Regions from separate parts of the Athene noctua genome. Here region 1 is linked to region 2. Evidence: chromatin contacts called from public Hi-C data. All regions are on one chromosome and are shown on one strand. The core of a region is the stretch at or near the end of the contact, and the rest is flanking DNA. Distances in the headings are between cores, read along the strand shown. Region 1 holds the start of LCORL (ligand dependent nuclear receptor corepressor like). Region 2 holds the start of LAP3 (leucine aminopeptidase 3).

Region 1 (3,904 bases), core at 613-3,112, 190 kb after region 2:
CAATCAGTGTAAAGTGTAAGTCATTATGTTATGGTTTTATACTTTGCAATTCTCAGTGAAAGAGCAACCTAAAAAATAACTTTGAAGTTCCCTAAACACAACAGGTCTGCCCAGCAGAGGACCCAACATATGGCGAATTTTTGTCTTACAGAGCATTCATTACATTTCTTTGTAGTCCTTGTCAGTGTTGATCGTGCTGTGCAACTGTGTTCCCCAAACACATCTGCAAGCACACCATTACCACCTGAAAGCCCTTCAGTTGTCAATTGTCAAGCAGACTCTTAGGATTTTAGTTTAAATTTAAAACTGAAATGCCATTACATAACAGGCAGCCAGAGGAACAGACATTTATACACTGTGAGAGCCATCAGTCTATCAGATTTAACAGTTTATTGCTATGCCAATAAACTAGCTCTCCCTACGTATTCTAATTAAACTGCATTCTTTCCTCAAGAAGCATTAGCGTATGGAAATACATAAACATTGTCTTCCCAAACAGTATTATAACTTGAAGGATTAAGAAAATGGCGCGAGCGGACACAGGTATCATGATATGCACACAGGTGTTATAACAGGTATTAACAGTGTTATTGAGGCAACAGAGTAAGAACAAGCAGCATATGTGCATGAAGCAGCTACCAAGTTACTGGAAATATGTAACAAGCCTCACAAACCCGGACAAAGCTAATCTCCTGTAATTATAGATGGAGCTCCTTGTTAAGCATTTACTTCTTACTTTGATCTCGTCTCGAGCACACGCAGAAACACCGACTGAACTGCTGCTTACCCTCCCGGTCACATCCAGCGGTGCTTCCACCGCTCAGCCGTGAGGGAGGGTCAGTCCCGACACTAGCACACTACCTGACGATTTTATCTATTTCCCTCCGAAGGGAAGCGGCTGTTGAAGCGATACAAACAAGCAGCTCCCGGCACCGAAGCCCTCACCCCGCGCCCAGGTCGCGGCGGGGCCGAGGGCAGCGGCGCCGTCCCCCGGCGGGGCTCCCCCCGCGCGCCAACGCCGCCGAGAGGCGACACGCAGGGGGGTGTCACGTGACCGCGGGGACACGGACGACGGACGCCCCGGCGGCACGAGAGCCACGGGGGCAGCCCGCGGGGCGGGGGGGGGGGAGCGCGAGGGGAGAACTGCCGTCGCCATGACAACTTCCAGGGGGAGGGAAAACTTCAAATCCCAACCGTCAGTGCAGGAACGGCGCCCTCTTAAAGGCGCACACACACACACACACAGAGGCGGGCTCCCTCCCTCCCTCCCCCCTCCGCCCCCCAGGCACTGGCGATGGAGGAGGAGAGGAGGGGGGCAGCCACCGGCACTCGCCGCGCCAACGACGAGAAGCCGAGACAAAAGGACCCGAGCCGAGAAAGGGTCTCGGCCGGCGGCGAAGGGAGGGACCGAGCGGCCCCAGCCGACGCCGTAGCACCCACCCTCCGCTGCCCGGAGGCGGCTGAGGACCTTCGCTCTCCCCCACAGACCCCGTCTCCGCTTCCGCCCTCCGAGAAAGCCGCCGGAGCCGCTCCTCCATCCTCGCTCCCCCCCACCAACCCCCCCACCCGAGAGACCCGTGCTCAGGGCGCCTCGCCCGCTCCCCCCCGCGCAGACCCCGCTTCCCGCCCGGCCACCCCTTCCCTCAGGAGCCCCGCTGCCCGGTCCCCCCCACCACGGCCGGGATAGCCCGTCGCCCCCCCGTCTCTTACCCACACAGTGCATGAGCCGGTGCCGCCAGGAGTCGAGTTCTCGGCGGACTCCCCTGCGCTCCGCCGTGCAGCGGGGGCTCCGGCACTGGGAGGCGGCGGCAGGAGGAGCGGGAGCCGCGGCGGCCATTCTGTCTGTTCCCTTTTCCATCTGCCTCTGACCTCACGCCCGCTCATTTACATACGAGCGCGCGCTCCCCCGGCTCCTCTCCCTCCCCCCCACCCCCCTTTGCCTCGTCGAGCGCGTGCCCGAGCCCCCCCCGCCCCCCCCGCCCAGCATCCGGGGCGGGGAGCGCGCGCCGCCTGGCGGGGTGACGGACACGTGTCCCCGCTCCCCGCGGCGCCCCCGCCCCGCCCCGCCGCGGCCCCCCGGGCCCCGGCCCCCCGCGCCGGCAGCGGCCGGGTCGGTACCCGGGCCCGCCGCGCCCTGCCCCCCCCCGCCCCGGGTCCCATCGGTGTCCCCCGGCCTACAGCTCCCGCAGGGCCGCGCGCCGCCCGCCCAGCCCAGCCGGGGCCGGCGGCAGCAGCGCACGCCGGGAGCTGTAGTTGGCGGAGGGCGGGGGACCGGCCCCCACCCTGGCGCTTTCCCCGCCGCGCTTCCGATGGCTCCGCGCTGCCTGAGCTCCGCACCGCAGGGCGGCTCTCGCCCCGCGCCTCTCAGCACCGCAGCAGCTCGGGCAGAAGCAGCTCCGGGTTAAGAGGATCTCAAAACCCGGCGCAGCTCTCGCCCTCGTCCCATGCTCCTCACCCCCCCCCTCCCCCCCGGGGGCTGCTTGGAGCGGAGCTCCTTCGTGGCCCGCGGGCCCCCCGCAGCCTCCTCCGCCTCCATTCCCCCCGCGGGCTGCTGCCCATCATGGCAGCCCGTTCCCCCGGGCGTCCCTTACTCCACCACCTGCACGGACGGGGCTGTCACACGAGGGAAGGCACAATGCTAAGCTGGCCACAATGCTAACTAGCTGGCCACATTCACTCTGTATGGCGATTTCCCAGAGTTCTGTAAACTACTGCTCAGTTCACGAGTCTCTTTCTAACGGCTTTGCTGCCATCCCTCTTTTTATAAGGGTGTTGATAGGACAGGGAGGCGACATGGGGACCGGTGCCACACGGAACACAGCATTATCTCCCACCACCTCTTTGGAAAACACTAGCATGGAACTATCTACCTACGAATGACTTCGGAACCTAAAGTCAGATTAAGATAACTGCAAGAAATTTAACACACGAATGTCAGATTGGATTATTTGGAGCATCTGACAACAGCTTGGACAGTCGGTTTTGCTGCTCTGCACAGAGTCAGCTCCATGCTATACCTCCAGACTCCAGCACAAGACAGACATCCCTCAGCACCAGTCTAATGTGACAGTTGCCACCCGTGCCTTGCAAGAGAGCAATTAGCAGTCTTGAATTCCCCAGACAGAAAAATCAAGATATTGCTGTTTTCTCAGATCCTGGTGTGTCTTTGACTGCCTCCTCCTCCCCCATGCTCCCCTTCTCTCTCTAAGCATGCAGCATTACTTCAGCAAGAAATGGCATTTCCTGTGCCTATTCGCAGGTTGTGATAGAAAACAGGATTTTGTAAGGCCATAGAAAACAAGACACCCTTGCTTCTCCCCTTCTTCCCCCATAAGGGTTGAAGGAGCAGTGCTGGAAAGAATCATGTCACCCCTAACCATGCACAATTTTTTTCTTGTGCTAGAGCAGAGCAGATGAGCAGAGTTAACAACAGCGATACTGTGTCAAAGCTGCAGAGTAGCTTCAATTTTGTATAAAGAACGGGAAGCCTTTCCCCACTCATTCATCCCTCTATGTATCTGTGTAGAGCGTCAGTGCAACCAGAAGCAGGGTTATTTAAGAATGGAGCCCCTACTACCTTTCAGTAGATCATTTCAGGATAATGGCAAGACTGGACGTGCAGGTGAAAAGGCAGCCTACTGCTTCTTCTACTTTTCATCATGGCAGCCAGCAATAAATATCAAGCAGCAGCTTGCCAGTCTCCTGACTACCTCTTTCTTCACCTCGGATCTGTTGTGAGTACTTTGGCTCTCTTATTTGCACTGGACTTCCAAACAGCAACAAAAATTATCAGCCTTGCCTCAGAGAAACGTCAAAAAACAAGGCAACTCTGGGAAGGCATTGTCAAAACACACACAAACTAAAATGCAACCTCATTTGGATAGAATGCATCAGTTTCAAACTA
Region 2 (4,167 bases), core at 1,284-3,783:
ACTGTTCTAATTTTACTGGTGCTTTCACTCAGTCTCTACCCTGGGCCATGACCCCAGGCAGATGGTGTGATACCCAGGACATGGATAGGCAGCAAACCCACCCAGGCTGTGAAGGTGAGTGAGATGGTAACAGCACACTATTGTCCAGAAAACTGTCCACAGAGGCCTCTGTGGTACCACCACCTTCCTCTCCCAGAAAATCGAGTGGCTCTGAAATAGAAGACCTTAAACTGCAGTACAATTACACAAGTAGAAAATGAAGTATTTGCCATTTGTAACTGTTCTATGAACATATAATTTAGAAGTAGTTTTTATACAGTAGGAATTACATTGTAATACATAACTTAGCCTTCACTAAATCTAATTCCGTTTAGGAAGTGAGAAGGAAGCAGATTTTAAAATCCTCCATATAGAGCAATTGCTTTGGAAATGCTTTTCAGTAGTACTATGTGCATGTATTACAACACATTTTTTATACTGCTAATGAACTGCTTTAATGCCCCTCCAACTTCCCCCAAAAACTAGTTACTAAGAGCCATGTGACTACTTAGGTAAGGACAAGATTAAAGATTTGTTAGACTAGTTTCCTAGACAGGTCACAGTAGCTCTGAAAGAAAAACATTTGAGTACACTGTGCAGATAAAGAGGGATAGCTAGGCTGATCAACTTTTTAATTTCTTGGTTTGAATCTATGCAACAATGAAGCATACTCGGCAATAACGGTCCAAGAGAAGATTTCTCGCAGCAGAGGTATGAAGTATTATTGTGGGATACTGTAGCTGCATGAGCTGAATGACCAAAAAACATTATCACCGAATGGTTGTTTTGTGACTTGTGAGAAAATAGTGTTTTCAGTTCACTTTAGAGCGAACAGAAGTATTACCATGCATGAATTAAACTGAACGAAACAGATATAAGGCTAAAAACCCTTTCAGCTGCACAGGTTGTCTCAGTTTAAGCACTGCTAAGACACAGCAATGGGACAATGCATAGAATCTTCGCCCTAGGAAAAAAGGGTTAAATGAAATCTTGCACAGTTAAGATGTACACAAAGCACACCTTAAAGTTAACAATAGGTAAGTCTATCACTTAGACCTTTTCAGCTTTCCCTTGTACATCATAAAATACTTTCAAAAAATGTGGAACTTGATGTGTGATCTACTTAATTTACACATTTTCATTTTAGTTACGCTTCACATAGTGTATCTGACCATATGCATGCTCAGCATGTGGAAATGAAGACTTCCTTGGGGGTACTTTTGAAAATTTGAAATCCCAGATGACAACATTCATGAGAAATATCTTCTCAGAGCTTTGAAGAGATTATGGGTCAAATCCTATCCCTCCATAAAATTAAACACAACTTCATATACCCTGAAAATGTCTGCTTAATTTGTAGATGCAGAATATATAGAAGCTCCATGCAGAGGTGGAGAAGCTAAGGAGCCATTCTTCAAAGAACTAAGAAACCATTCTAAGAGCCTCTCCAAAATAAATGAAGCTAAAAACTAACTACCATCTTGATTCTTTAAATAATGTTATGGTTTAATGTTAAAAAATTTAATTTTACAACATAAATCAAAATAGATGCAATTTCCCCCATCGTCTCTGAGTGCCACTGTTCTTCACAAGACATGTTATCTCTTTCTGTACCATTTCATGGGAAAAGTGGTTAGGTGGGAACTGCAATATACTGCTAGGGAACAGGCCCAGCTACTGCTCTTCCTAGTGTTCTGCTGATGAAACAATGTAAATTCAGTTAGAGATGTATGGAAAAGCAAACTAATTGTTATACATAGTGTCACAAAGTGTTAGAATCTGAGACATGAAAGCAAATTACTTATAACCTATGTTTCACATTTCTAAAAAAAAAAAAAAAAAAAAAAGGGATCCCTTGTCATTAAAATCTGGTGAGTGTTCAGTGCCACTGAAACTCTGGCTTTTCGTACTGATGATACAATAAATGTCAGCAAACTCCAAGCAGTTCTTTTGCTAGAGAAGCATGAATCTACTGACATTACACTAATGGCCCAGTATTTTGGTGTGAATTTTCCTGATACAATATAACCACAGTCATTCACACCGGTCTTTTATTTTCATTTATCACTTTTTTTTTTTTTTTTTTTTTAAATTTCACTCTGGCATTGTTACTGCTTTCTCTTAGAACTTGATCAACTCTTCCTCGACAGACATGGTGATACTATACGAGTAAACCATCATCCTCCATGGAAATTAACGTAAGTCTGTTGAGTTTGCATTTGCAATGAAGCTTTTATTCTTCTTTCATACCGAATTTACACTTTAATCTTCAATACGCAAGTTGAACGTGCCGTTTGCATACCAGGACTGTGTTTTTAAATCTGTGACGAGCCCACAAGAGGAGTTGTTTCAGCCCCGCACCACGCGCGAATACTTACGTAGAGCGCGCCGCGGGCGGGCAGAAAGGCGGAGCCCGCCCCAGCGCCGCGCCCGGAGCCGCCTCCGACGCTGCGCTGACGCCTCGGCCCCGCCCCCCGCCGGCCCCGCCCCGCGCGGCGCCGCCTGATGAGGCCGCCAGCGCGCCGGGCTCGGGGCCGGCCCGTTCCGTTCCGCGCTGTGCCGCCGCGCCGGGTGCCCGCCATGCTGCTGCGCTGCGTGCGGAGGGTGCCTGTGCGCCGCCTCCGCCGTGCTCTGCCCCTGGCCTGCAGCTGCTCGGCGCAGGGACCCTCGCCGCGGGGCTACAGCCGTGGGGCGGGCGGGAAGGTGAGGGGTGGCGGGGGCCGTGGGCTGACCTGGAGTCGCCGAGTGCCCCCCGGCCCGGCCTGGCGCTTGAACTCGTGAACCGGGCGGTGTCGGGGCGGGCGCCGTGCCCGGCGGGAGGCTGCGCCCCGGGGACGTTCCCCGCCGGGCTCCCGCCCTGCCCCGGCGCCTCGCTGCCTGCCGGTGGGCTCGGGCGGGGAGCGGCGCGGCTGCCCGCCGCGCTCACGTGGGTGCGACTGGCTGGGCGTCTGCGGGTGGGGAGGGGGGAAAAAAACCCCAAAGGCTCTTTTGTACTTAAAATTACAGGTTGAAAGAGTTTTTGTCTCTCCGTGTGAAGCAAAATGATTATAACTCTAGTCATACTGCATCTAATTCCTTTTCCAAGCCAAGTCGTTGTAGTTTATCCTGGTTTACCAAAGTGTCGCTCTGCATCACGTGGGATAAATACATCAACTGGGATGGATACATAGGGCAGCAGCCGCGGTTTGAACAGGGTGCTTGCCGCCTTTCAGATGGGTCTCTACCTTCCATGGTGTTTATATTAACACATGTCCTCCTTTTTTAGGGTCTCGTTCTGGGAATCTACTCAAGTGAAAAGGATGAAGGTGCTGCCCAGTTCACTAGTGCAGGAGATGCTTTCGATAGACTTGTGTCTGGAAAGTTGAGGGAACTTCTGTCCCTGTAAGTGTGTGTAAGCTGCTGAAATGGATTAAAGTACCTGCAAACACCAGTAAGAATGGTCTCTTGTATCACTATTAGTCTTTGTGTCCATGCCACTTCTCAGGCTGGTATTTGCTTCTACCAGGCCAAGCAGTTTGGAGGTGAGCTCCTCTGGACGAGTGAAGCACTGAGGAAACAGGCAAAATGTTCATGGGCACTGTGCTTTTCTTTGAATCGGCACTGAGCCAAACATCTCAGAGCACTGTGGTTGTGGACTGAACATTGTACCATAAGATTTATCACTGATAAGGACTTTACTGAAAGAATCTCTTTGTGTCCTAGGTGTGGGCCACCTTTGAAAAAAGGCAAAACACGCATATTCCATGGTTTGCATCAGGTATAAACTTGGGATTTTTGTCTGCATGTTGACTAATGTCTGAGGTTTGGCTTGCATCTTATTTGAAGCTGAGTTCTCTGCCGTGCTTGTATAAATGCTTTGCTCTTCTTCCCCCCTCTCAACAAAAGATGTGAGTTTTGTTGAAATCTCCTGCTCTGTGCTCCCCATGTTTTCATGGCCTTTTTCACAGTCCTGTGCTCCTTCTGCAAGATGTAAACAAGTCTGCTCCAAAGGTGCTGTGCTCTGAGTAACTGCTTACTGAATGAGCTGAAGCACGACTGTTTTGGATCAGACTTCTACTGTGCCTCCTGTTACTGTGTTCAGGAGGAGTGAGTGCATGAGTGTGTACTGGTATGTGCAAAGACCTTCAG

What was found. Hi-C and Micro-C count contacts between places; a contact is called where the count stands out from the background.
Region 1: a contact with region 2 is called in a Hi-C map of liver, with 2.9 times the contacts expected there. The contact joins the promoter of LCORL here to the promoter of LAP3 in region 2. A contact is called at or near these places in 2 of 2 Hi-C or Micro-C datasets (heart and liver).

What each region holds. Positions count from the first base shown.
Region 1 is chr4:18,025,729-18,029,632 of bAthNoc1.hap1.1, forward strand. It overlaps LCORL (ligand dependent nuclear receptor corepressor like), which reads right to left and starts at 1,863. Exons shown (of 9, transcript XM_074904572.1): 1 at 1,711-1,863. The coding sequence starts at 1,858.
Region 2 is chr4:17,839,036-17,843,202 of bAthNoc1.hap1.1, forward strand. It overlaps LAP3 (leucine aminopeptidase 3), which reads left to right and starts at 2,534. Exons shown (of 12, transcript XM_074903776.1): 1 at 2,534-2,742; 2 at 3,305-3,420; 3 at 3,742-3,796. The coding sequence starts at 2,545.